Regions from separate parts of the Sus scrofa genome. Here region 2 is linked to region 1. Evidence: chromatin contacts called from public HiChIP or PLAC-seq data. All regions are on one chromosome and are shown on one strand. Each heading gives the region's core, a stretch centred on a gene start, on an enhancer-like site or on the middle of the called end of the contact. The rest is flanking DNA. Distances are from core to core; before and after follow the strand shown. Region 1 holds the start of RPS6KA4 (ribosomal protein S6 kinase alpha-4). Region 2 holds the start of FERMT3 (fermitin family homolog 3).

The links. HiChIP or PLAC-seq counts read pairs in DNA pulled down with a chosen protein or histone mark.
Region 2: an H3K27ac HiChIP or PLAC-seq map of alveolar macrophages shows a contact between it and region 1. The contact joins the promoter of FERMT3 here to the promoter of RPS6KA4 in region 1. A contact is called at or near these places in 2 of 5 promoter capture datasets (fetal liver and liver), 5 of 47 Hi-C or Micro-C datasets (alveolar macrophages, mesenteric adipose tissue, omental adipose tissue and 2 more) and 1 of 2 datasets of contacts at active chromatin or transcription factors (alveolar macrophages).

The regions. Positions count from the first base shown.
Region 1 is chr2:7,762,357-7,767,403 of Sscrofa11.1, forward strand. It overlaps RPS6KA4 (ribosomal protein S6 kinase alpha-4), which reads right to left and starts at 2,945. Exons shown (of 16, transcript XM_005660758.3): 1 at 2,777-2,945; 2 at 1,689-1,907; 3 at 1,481-1,596; 4 at 836-943; 5 at 298-378. The coding sequence starts at 2,831.
Region 2 is chr2:7,907,047-7,912,093 of Sscrofa11.1, forward strand. It overlaps FERMT3 (fermitin family homolog 3), which reads right to left and starts at 2,846. Exons shown (of 15, transcript XM_003122594.4): 1 at 2,443-2,846; 2 at 1,754-1,926. The coding sequence starts at 1,913. STIP1 (stress-induced-phosphoprotein 1) reads right to left here. Exons shown (of 15, transcript XM_003353794.4): 15 at 4,397-4,889. The coding sequence ends at 4,817.

The sequences.
Region 1 (5,047 bases), core at 1,695-4,194:
CTTTTTTTTTTTTCTTTTTGGTCTTTTTGCCATTTCTAGGGCCGCTCCCACGGCATATGGAGGTTCCCAGGCTAGGGGTCAAATCGGAGCTATAGCCGCTGGCCTACACCAGAGACACAGCAACTCGGGATCGGAGCCACGTCTGCAATCTACACCACAGCTCACAGCAATGCCGGATCCTTAACCCACTGAGTGAGGCCAGGGATCGAACCCACAACCTCATGGTTCCTAGTCAGATTCATTAACCACTGAGTCACGATGGGAACTCATGTGTGTGCTTTTAATAAGTGAACCCACCTTGCCGTGGCCTGACTTGCTGCGGATGATTTCAGGAGCCATGTACTCAATGGTGCCACAGAAGGAGAAGGTCCGCTCTTTCTGGGAAGGCAAGAGGACCCTTTTGTATTGTTTGTTTTGTTTCCTGTTTTGTTTTGTTTTAGGGCCACAGGGGCGGCATATGGACGTTCCCAGGCTAGGGGTCAAATCAGAGCTACAGCTGCCAGTCTACACCACAGCCACAGCAATGCCAGATCCCTAACCCACTGAGCAGGGCCAGGGATCGAACCTGCATCCTCATGGATACTAGCCAGGTTCGTTACCTCGGAGCCACAACAGGAACTCCAAGAGGACCCATTTGGACACCTAGCCATCCCCAAGGCTCAAGATAAGACTCGCTGGACTTCGTAAGGGTTGGAGCAGTGGGAACTTCCTGAAGGTAGGGCCTGACTCTAATCAGCTCTGGGCCCCCGAGGAACACAGAGCCCAGCATGGAGCTGAAGCCAGGAAGGGAGGGCCTGTGTGGGGCTGCAGGAGGCCAAGACCGCCCTTCACTCACCTCCTCCGTCAGGAACTCCTTGCTAAGCCCAAAGTCCGTGAGGACGATATGGCCCTCGGAGTCCAGCAGCACGTTCTCCAGCTTCAGATCTCGGTAGATGATGCCCAGCTGGCAGGAGCAAGAAGGCACTGAGGATTCCTCCCCCGCCTCCCCCCGCTGCTACAGCTCCCATCCCTGCACCAGATCCCTGGGGAAGCGGATCTCCCGAGCAAGGGTGGCCGGGGGCAGACCTAGGCCATTGGATAGAAAAAGCCACTTAAGATATGAAAGCAAGAAAGGAGATGCGAGGGAGTGGGGCCTGAGGTCCCAGAGAGAGGAAAGCCATGCGAAGCCTCATTTCATGCTGGCTCTGGGAGCCAAGGCGTGAGCTCTCTATTTGAGGAAGTTCTGTGAACATGGCCCCAGGAAGCAGCCCGGAGTTCCCGCGACAGGAAAGCCCCTTCGAGGAGGTGCGAGGGGAGGAGAGACCCCCCCCCCAACCAGGCAACACAAGGCCTTCCTTCCAGGAGGCCTAACAGAAGCAGCTCCAGTTCCCTCCCAGGGCACCTCCCCAAAGGAAGCCCCCGGCTGCTATATTCACAGGACTCTTCTAAGGCCCAGACCCAGTCCCCACGGCAACGGGCAGGTGGCCAGGTCCTCACCCACCTTATGCAGGTGCTCCAGGGCCAGCACGATCTCGCCCCCGTACACGCGCACCTCGGCCTCCTTGAAGTACTGGCGCTGGTAGAGGTGGGTGAACATCTCTCCGCCGTTCACATAGTCTGGGGAGGGGGGGTGGAGGTTGGGGAGTGGCCCCCAAGGGTCGCTCCACCTGCCACCGTGGCCCCCAAGGTTGGCACGTGCCTGCCCTTACCCAGGATGAGGTGCAGCTTGGCATCAGTCTGGAAGGCGTAGTGCAGCGTGACCAGGAAGGGTGCCTGGCGCACCAGCTCCAGCACGGAGCGCTCCGTGCGTGTGTGCTCCTGCGTCTTGGCCCGCTGCACCAGAGCCGCCTTGCGCAGCACCTTCATGGCATACAGCTTCCCCGCGTCGTGCCCGCCTGCCTTCCGCACCAGGAACACCTTCCCGTAGGCTGCGGGAGCGGCGAGTGGGCGGAGAGTAGGCCGTGAGCAGGAGGGTGGTGCAGACTGGTGAGGGTGGGAGTGACACCACCCCGGGAGGGTGTGCAAGTGGCGGGGAAGGAGCTGGGGTGAGAGGCAGGTGTGCAAAAGCTGGCAGAGCTCTAAGGAAAAGGTGTGCACACCCCCGGAGGGTGCTCAGCAAAACCGGGTGGGTGGGGGTGCAGTGTGTAAACCAGGCTGGGGGGGACACGCAACCCCAGGAGGCCTGCAGCGCAGGGTGGGGGCGGGGCATGTGCAAACCTGTGGCTGATCAGACAAATGCAAGAGGATGCAAAGCCCAGGAAGGGAGGCAGAGGTGCGTGCAGAGGGGAGGGATGGTCAAACCCGAGGGGGGCAGTTTGCAAAGCAGGGGAGAGGGCTCTCATCTCTCTAGAGGAGGAACCCTGGAATCACACAGGCGGGTACAAGCCCCCAAGAGTGTTGGCAAACCTGGAAGGACCTTCCAGGGAGAAGCAGTGTCAACGTGGAGCAGCCCCGGGAGTGGGCGTGCAAACCTTGGCAGGGCAGGGCAAGGCTGGCAAAGCGGGCTGTGCCAGGAGAGGGTGGGGGACACTGTGGGTGGCCTGGCCCGGCCCGGGCGGGTGCGGGGCGGGTGGCCCAGGGCACCACGCCTGGGACACCTGCCGGTGGATGGGGGGGGTCCTCACCTCCCGTGCCCAGCACCTTGAGCAGCTGGAAGTTCTCCACGCCCACCTTCTCCTCGTGCCCGGTCAGGTTGGCTGCGGGCACAGGGGGCAAATGAGCCCAGCCAGTGCACGAACCCTCCCGGCCGGCCTGGACCACCCTCCCCCGGCCTGCGCCCCCGCCGCCCCTGCCCCACCTTCGGTGATCCGCAGCTCCACCGCACAGCCTTCGTCCTCGTCCTCGTCCCCCATGGCGGGCGGGTCGCTGGGGCCCGCGAGGCTCGGCTCCGGGCGGCGCCGGTTACATGGCGGCTCCGGCCGGGGCGGGCGCTTCCTGGTGCCGCCTCCGGGGCCCAGGCGGGCGCCGGCGCCGCCTCCCGGCTCCCCGCCCCGTGCGGCCTGAGTCAGGCGCTGGAACGTGACAGCGCCGGGCCGCCGGTGGGCGGGCGGGGGCGGTCCGTCTCCCGCGGGCGCGCGGGGCTGGCGCCAGGGTTGTGCGCTCGGGGACCCCAGGGGACCTGCGAATATCCCATGCCTGGACTCCGTGGATAACCTGGAGCCTCCATGGGGTGGACACTCCCAAGCCAGGTGTCTGCCTCAGGCTGCGCCCCAAGGGGACTGGGAGTCCCACTCGGGATTTAGAGGCCTCCCCGTCCGGGATGCCAGGCCTAAGGGCAGCCAAGCAGCTCTGTCCAATTCTTAGCCACCAGCGAAAGTGAAGGATTTTCTTAAAATCACAACCCACGGGCAGTTCCTGCTGTGGTGCATCAGGTTAAGGATCCCTTGCTGTCTCCGTGGTGCGGAGGGTCCCATCCCTGGCCCCAGCGGTGGGTTAAGGATCCAGCATTGCTGCTGCTGTGGCATAAGTTGCAGCCGGGGCTGGAATTCGATCCCCAGCCCAGAAACTTCTCCATGCTTCAGGTGCAGCCAAAAAAAAAAAAAAAAAAAAACCACTCAGTCCCGGGTTTCAGCACCAAAAAAAAAAAAAATCACAAGCTGTTTTTGATCATTCCTTGACTGCAGCAAATAGGAGAGGGGATCTATAGATCCCCTTGACAGATGAGCAGCCTGAGGCCGCACGGCCACCCTTCTCCAGCTGCTGCCAGCGCAGCCTCAGCTTAGCACCTCACTCTGTGGCTCTCGATCTTGGTGCTGGGCAGGCTGGGAGGGTGTTTGGGTCCCTGTCTATACCCTGAACAGCCAGAGATCCTCTCTCTGCGGACTTGCCTGTGCAGGGAAGGCCTGGGGGCCCAGGCACCCTGAAGACCAAGCCCTGTCTCTGGGCTCCCCCTACCCAGAGGACCACCTGCAGGGGACACTGAGAGGGAGCCCCGCCTGACCCCCAGCAGGGAGGGGCAGCCAATTTTCTGACCGAATCTCTCTTGAGCAGACCTGTAAGAGCGCCTCAGCCTCCAGCCACCCTTCGCGGCCCCGCCGGTGCCACGCACCTCCCTTGGTTCTGTCCCCTGTCATCCCCAAGCCTGGCACAGAGTAGACCTCAAAAAGATGTCAGAGCCACACCAGAATGGCTTCCTTTCCCCATCGGGCCCAGGACCCCTGGCTGGCCTGTGTTTCAGAGCCTCATCCCCTCCCTGACCGTTGAAGGGGCCACCAACAGCCTGGGGCAGCCATCAGAGCCCCTCCCCGAAGGCCTATGGGAGGAGGCTTCCAGCAGCTCAGCCCTGCTGGAAGCTAGGGCGTGTGCTCCCACGCCACCAGCCCGGGAAGCTCAGGCTGAGAGGAGGGGGACAGAACAGTGGGTTATCCCCAGGGAGGCGGGGTGGGGGGGCAGGGACTGTGGAAACCCTGTGAGTCAGGCTACCACGGGTCACCAATGGGGAGGCTGGCCCAGCCCTCCCAGCTCTTCCCGCCCTCAGATTCAGGTGCCTCGCCTCAGCCCCGCAGCCCCACCCTACCCTGGGCAGTCCCAGGTGCCCTGACTCACGTCCTGTAATCCTGTCACCCGGACTAATTGCCCCCTTCCCGGGTATCATCTTAGAGGCCCTGGTCGAGACCCCAGTGGCCTTCCCGCCTCATGCGTCCCTCCCCAACAGGCCCTGGCCCTAGGTGACACCCCTGGGGCTGTAAACTCCCTGGGGAGGGTCTCAGCCCCAAAGGCTCATTGGAGAAAGAAGGAAGAGGCAGGAGAGTTCCCACCATGGCGCAGTGGTTAACGAATCCAACTAGGAACCATGAGGTTTCGGGTTTGATCCCCGGCCTTGCTCATTGGTTAAGGATCCGGCGTTGCCATGAGCAGTGGTGTAGGTCGCAGACGCAGCTCAGATCCCGCGTTGCTGTGGCTGTGGTGTAGGCCGGCAGTGGCTACAGCTCCGATTGGATCCCTAGCCTGGGAACCTCCATATGCCAGGGGAGCAACCCTAGAAAAGGCAAAAAGACAAAAAAAAAAAAAAAAGAATGAAGAGGCAGGAGAAGTGAAAGGAGAGAAGAAGATACACGGGAGGGGGGGG
Region 2 (5,047 bases), core at 1,596-4,095, 140 kb after region 1:
CAGCCAGCACGCTTCGTCTGTGCTCATCCTGCCGGTAAGACCCACCGCCTGGCCATCCTCACTGCCGTCCATAGGAGACCTGGTGTCCCTGCCCCCAGCCTCTCGCTGGAAACCCTTTGGCTGCGGCTCTCCACGTCCAGGATGGAGCATCTATTTCTGTTTTTCATTTTGTTTTTGTTTTTTCTTTTTAGGGCCACAGGTGGATGTTCCCAGGCTAGGGGTTGAATTGGAGCTGCAGCTGAAGCCTATGCCATAATCACGGCAATACCAGATCCAAGCCTCATATGGGAGCTACGCTGAAGCTTGTGGCAATGCCCCAGATGCTTAATCCACCAAGCAAGGCCAGGGATTGCATCCTCGCCGACACATATCAGGTTCTTAACCCACTGAGCCACAACAGGAACTCCCCAGGATGGAATCTAAAATGCCTTATGGTGGTCACGCCAGCCTTGTTTCTTGTGACACTCCAGGAGTCCCCCCCTGGCCTAGGGGCCCCAATTTGGACCTCAGCTCTGCCCCCAAACTGGCGGGGCTCCTCTTTGCTGCAGCTTCCTCTCAGGACGCATATTAAGCAGCCTCTCTTGGGAAGTCTCTCTGTCCTGGGCTAGCTGTGGCCCATCTTGGCTCCAGGCTCCCAGGATGGCTCCCCTTCTGCATCAGCTAATGCTCAGCCCTGTGCTGGCGGCTAAAGTGGGAGGCTCACCTGCCCCGTTGCGTTCCAGGCCAGCAGCTGGCACAGGCGGCTTGGCTGAGCCTCAGAGATGTCGGAGTGGGAGAAAAGGTATGGGGACAGTATCCCAGGCCAGGGGACAGGAACTGGAGGGACTTGACCCTGGGGGCCCAGCAGCAATGGAGAGTGGGGTCTGACCAGCTTTTTTGTTTAGGTCTCTTGCTTTGCCGTGGGCCATGCCCCAGGGCCAACCGGGTTTTCGTTCTCTCTGCCCTACGAGGCCAGGCCTGCTGAGTCTCCATCTGACGCCCAGCCTCCTGAGGGACCCGCCAGTCTCCACTTCTGCTTTCACGGCCTCCTTGGGCCTTGCCTTCTAGAAGCTCCCCACACCACCTCAGCCTCTGGCCGGGCTGCCCGGGGCCCCGTGCTGTCCACAAGCTGACCGACCTCCCTCCTGGGCTCTGCAGGGCACATCAGCTGGTCTGAGGAATCCACCTGTCCCCACGGGCAAGGGCCCTGGGACCCAGGCTGCCTGGGCCTATCGGTGGGTCTGCCTTCCGGCTCTGGCTATCGGAGTGGGCCTGCTGCCCTCCCAGGAAGGGGCCGCCCCCGCTCCCAGCAGAGAAAGGCGATGAGAAGCCCCCATCACCAGGCCTGCTCCCTTCCAGGCTGATACCACAGGCCGCTCTGCTGTAACTTCCTGTGGGGGCAGGGCCTTCCCACCCAGGCTGGGCCTGTCACCAGCCTGCTGAGGGCTTCCGCCTGAGGAGAGGGTGTGGGAGTGAGTCCCTGTCACCAAGAGCCCCCTCTGCTCTCCCCTCAGACCCCCAGAATGACCCCCAAGGCCAGGCCTCTCCTGCCCAGAAGTGGGTGAACGGGGGACTGGGGCTGCCCCTTGGGGTCTTAGCAAAGCCAGTTGGAGGGGAGGAAGGAAAGACAGCGGGAGGGAGCGGAAGTTAAGTTGGGGAAATATCTTTTTTGGAACCAAATGATTAAGCTGCTGCCTGAGTCACTGCGACTCTGTTATCGAGAGCTGCGCAGCAGGGCCGGCCCGGAAGTGCCAGGGGACCCGTGGGCACTCACTGATCTCCTCCACAATCTTCAGGAGCACCCCACCGATGTGCGACTCCCCTGTGACCCGGAGGGTGACCGACTCGGCCTCGGGGTCCTCTTCTCCGACGAACACCCGCAGCTCCCAGGACGAGTCGATGTAGTCCCCCGTGGCTGTCTGCATGCCCGCCATGGCTGCGGTGGCTCTGCGGGAGGGTGGGCAGGACGCTGGGTGGGCAACCGGGGCCTGGCAGGTCGCCCGTGGTTCCCCGGGGCAAGCGGGAGGGAGAGAGTGAGCCCTCGGGCCAGAACGCCCCAACGGCAGCAAGACACGGGCCGAGTCGTTCCAGGCAGAGCGGAGATGGTTGAGCTGGAGGGACCCTCGGCGACCACGTCACCCAGCCCTCTCCCTTCGTACCAGACGGAAGATGAGGGCGGGTAAGAGAGGAAGGGGCTCCCTCAAGATGACTCAGCTCCATGCCCGTAGCCCGGCCCCAAGCCCACACTGGCAGCTGCCCACCCTGGAAATGGTTGTAAACCCAGGTCAGAAAATAGTCCGGATCAGGCCCAAAGCTCAGCTCCATCACCCCAAACCAGCCGGAGCCTCTCTAGGGCAGTGGGAAGTCCAGGCTGCCACATGGAGAGAGGCACGCTGGGCAGAGGGGCACCGGGAGGCCGGGGAAGACAAGGGTCTTTGGGCCTCCGGCCTCCCACCCACTTACCTTGTCTGCAAGGGGGTGGGGTTGCTGGTGGGGGGTCAGGGTGTGAGCCACTCCTGGCCTCAGCCCGCACACCTGCAGGCCACTGCTCGCTTCTTTCCCCTCCGCTTTCTCTCTGGAGCTTTCTTCAGAGGGCAGCCCTTGCGTCTTATCATGAACAGGGCGGGCTCAGCCCCTCCCCAGGGCGGGCTGGAGCTGGGTGCAGGAAGCAACTGCCAGTAGGGAGGTGGAGGTGGCGGTGGCGGTGAGGGTTCCACTGGGGCCCTGCCTTTGCTCCCAGTGAGCACAGGAAGCAAGTGGGGCTTGGGGACCCAAGACCACGCCAAGAGTCCCTTCCTTTGGAGGAAAGCTCAATTCAAATCAGAGAAGTTACCAAATCATGTTCCCCTAGAGAAAGCCATCTCTCATCTCCAACCTGTCATGAGGTGGGGGGGTCTCTGGGCTGTACGCATCACTCTGCTGCCAAGAGGGGGAGCTGTGGGTGGGATCCGGGTTGCTTGGGAACTTGGCAGGTCAAGTCAGCTCAAGCCTAGGAGGCCCTTTATCACCACAAAGCAGATCCGTGAAAGCCCCCCAACCCCGAGGGAAATACCCGCTTTGTCTTTTCTGCCCAAGCAGGGACTTCTACCTCCAAACCTGTCAGCCAGAGAGCTGCCCACGGGAGTGGCTGAACAGAAATTAGCCCTGATGTCTCCCAACCTGCCTGCCCCGCACCTTCAGGTCTTAAGGCTCCAGACTTGTTTCCGCCACTGTGGCACCACCTGCTCGTGCTTCCCTAGGCCAGGGCCCACGAGGCTCACTCCTGTTAAGTCCATACACACACGGGACTTGGAGACTCCTGGCAGCCCATCATCTTCCTGCCTATCACCCACACGGGTACCTGAGCTTTGGGAGCAAGGCCTTATATTCACCAGCAGCTCCCAAGCAGAAATTCTTTGTTTTTTGTCCTTTTAGGGCCTCAACCTCAGCACATGGAGGTTCCCAGGCTAGGGGTTGAATTGGAGCTACAACTGCCAGCCTATGCCATGGCCACAGCAATGCCAGATCCGGGACGAGTCTGCGACCTACACCACAGCTCATGGCAAGACCGGATCCTTAACCCACTGAGCAAGGCCAGGGATCAAACCCACAACCTCATGGTTCCTAGTCAGATTCGTTTTCGCTGTGCCACAATGGGAACTCCCCAAGCAGAAATCCAACTTTCTAGATGATCAGTTTGGGGATGGAACAGAGCCTGAAGAGACAGTAGCAACAAAGGTAGAGGAATCCCTGTGGAGGTGGCTTTTGAACTATGCCACCCAAATGAGTGAGGCGGCCTGCTGGGGATTCCCAAGGGGCCAGTTTATGCAAAGTCAAGGCTGCAGGAAGTGCAGCCAGCTGCTGGCCTCAGCTGCTTCCTAACCAACAAGCTGCACTCATGGAGCAAATGAGGAAGTTTTATTCCAGCCCCAGAAGAAACCCCAGGCCAAGGTTTTAGAAAGTTTGTTGCAACCATGATAAAGTGCTCAGGCTCAGTCCAGGGCAGGGAGTTAAGAAGTAAAACTTAACAAGCAGCAGCTGACAGACTTCAGCTCTCCAAAAGGGAGGTCTGAAGCATCTCTTGCAATGGAAATTGGTTTTGTTTCACGGGTGAGATCCAGCATCCTTTGGGTCTAACTGGTTTGTGGATTTGAGATTAGAATGTGGAGAACTGGAAGTTCATCTGAACCTCAGGAGCTGGGCCTCTCTGGGCTGGAGCCTCCGATTTCCCTCCAATGGTTCACTGAGCAACAGCACCACCTAGCGGCCACCTCACTAGGCTGTGGAACCAGGTCAAGCTCACACAGACCCCACCCCTTGAGGACAGACAGACAGGCTCTGGTTCTCAGGAGCCAATCTGCACTCACACTTCTGCCAACCCAGGCTGTGACCCCGCAGGACAGCAAAATCTTTTGGCATAAAAATTAGGGACACAGCCTTGTATAACCACGCCTGACTGGCTTGTTTTATTGGAGAAGAGGACGTGGAGTTAACAATGTGAGAACAGCTGGGACCTGAGGTTGGGAAGCACACCCTCCCCTCCCCATACAAGCCCACTGTCCCAAATAAAAAATAACCAACTATGGGAGAGCAGCTGAGACAGCGACTGGGGGCAGGGGAAGGAGACATGGAACTCGAGGGCAGCAGAAGAGACCATGCGTGTGCCGGGAGGGCCCAGAGGCAGCGGCTGCACGAGTAACGGAGTGTAAGTCTCTGCATCGTCCACAGGGGTCTGTATAAATATATAGCAGTTGTTCGCTTGTTTCCCCTCCTCTCCCTTCTGCTCCGTGCTGCGTGCCGCCGTCCCAGCTCCTCTTTCCACAGGAGGACGAAGGGAAGGGGGATGACGAACATGTCATCACCGAATTGCGATCAGACCCACGTCCATCAGCTTCTGGATCTTCTGCGCTATTACAGGATTCTTTAGGTGTCTGATAAAGAAGAGGCCAAGTTATTTGAAATGAGACTTTACCTAAAAAATTTACTTGCTCGCAGAGCAAGCTCCATTGCAAACCCTTGAGGCCACCAACAGGAGGTGGGGAAGGGGGAACTGTGAAGACCGCCCAGCAGAGAACCGCACAGGCCCCCT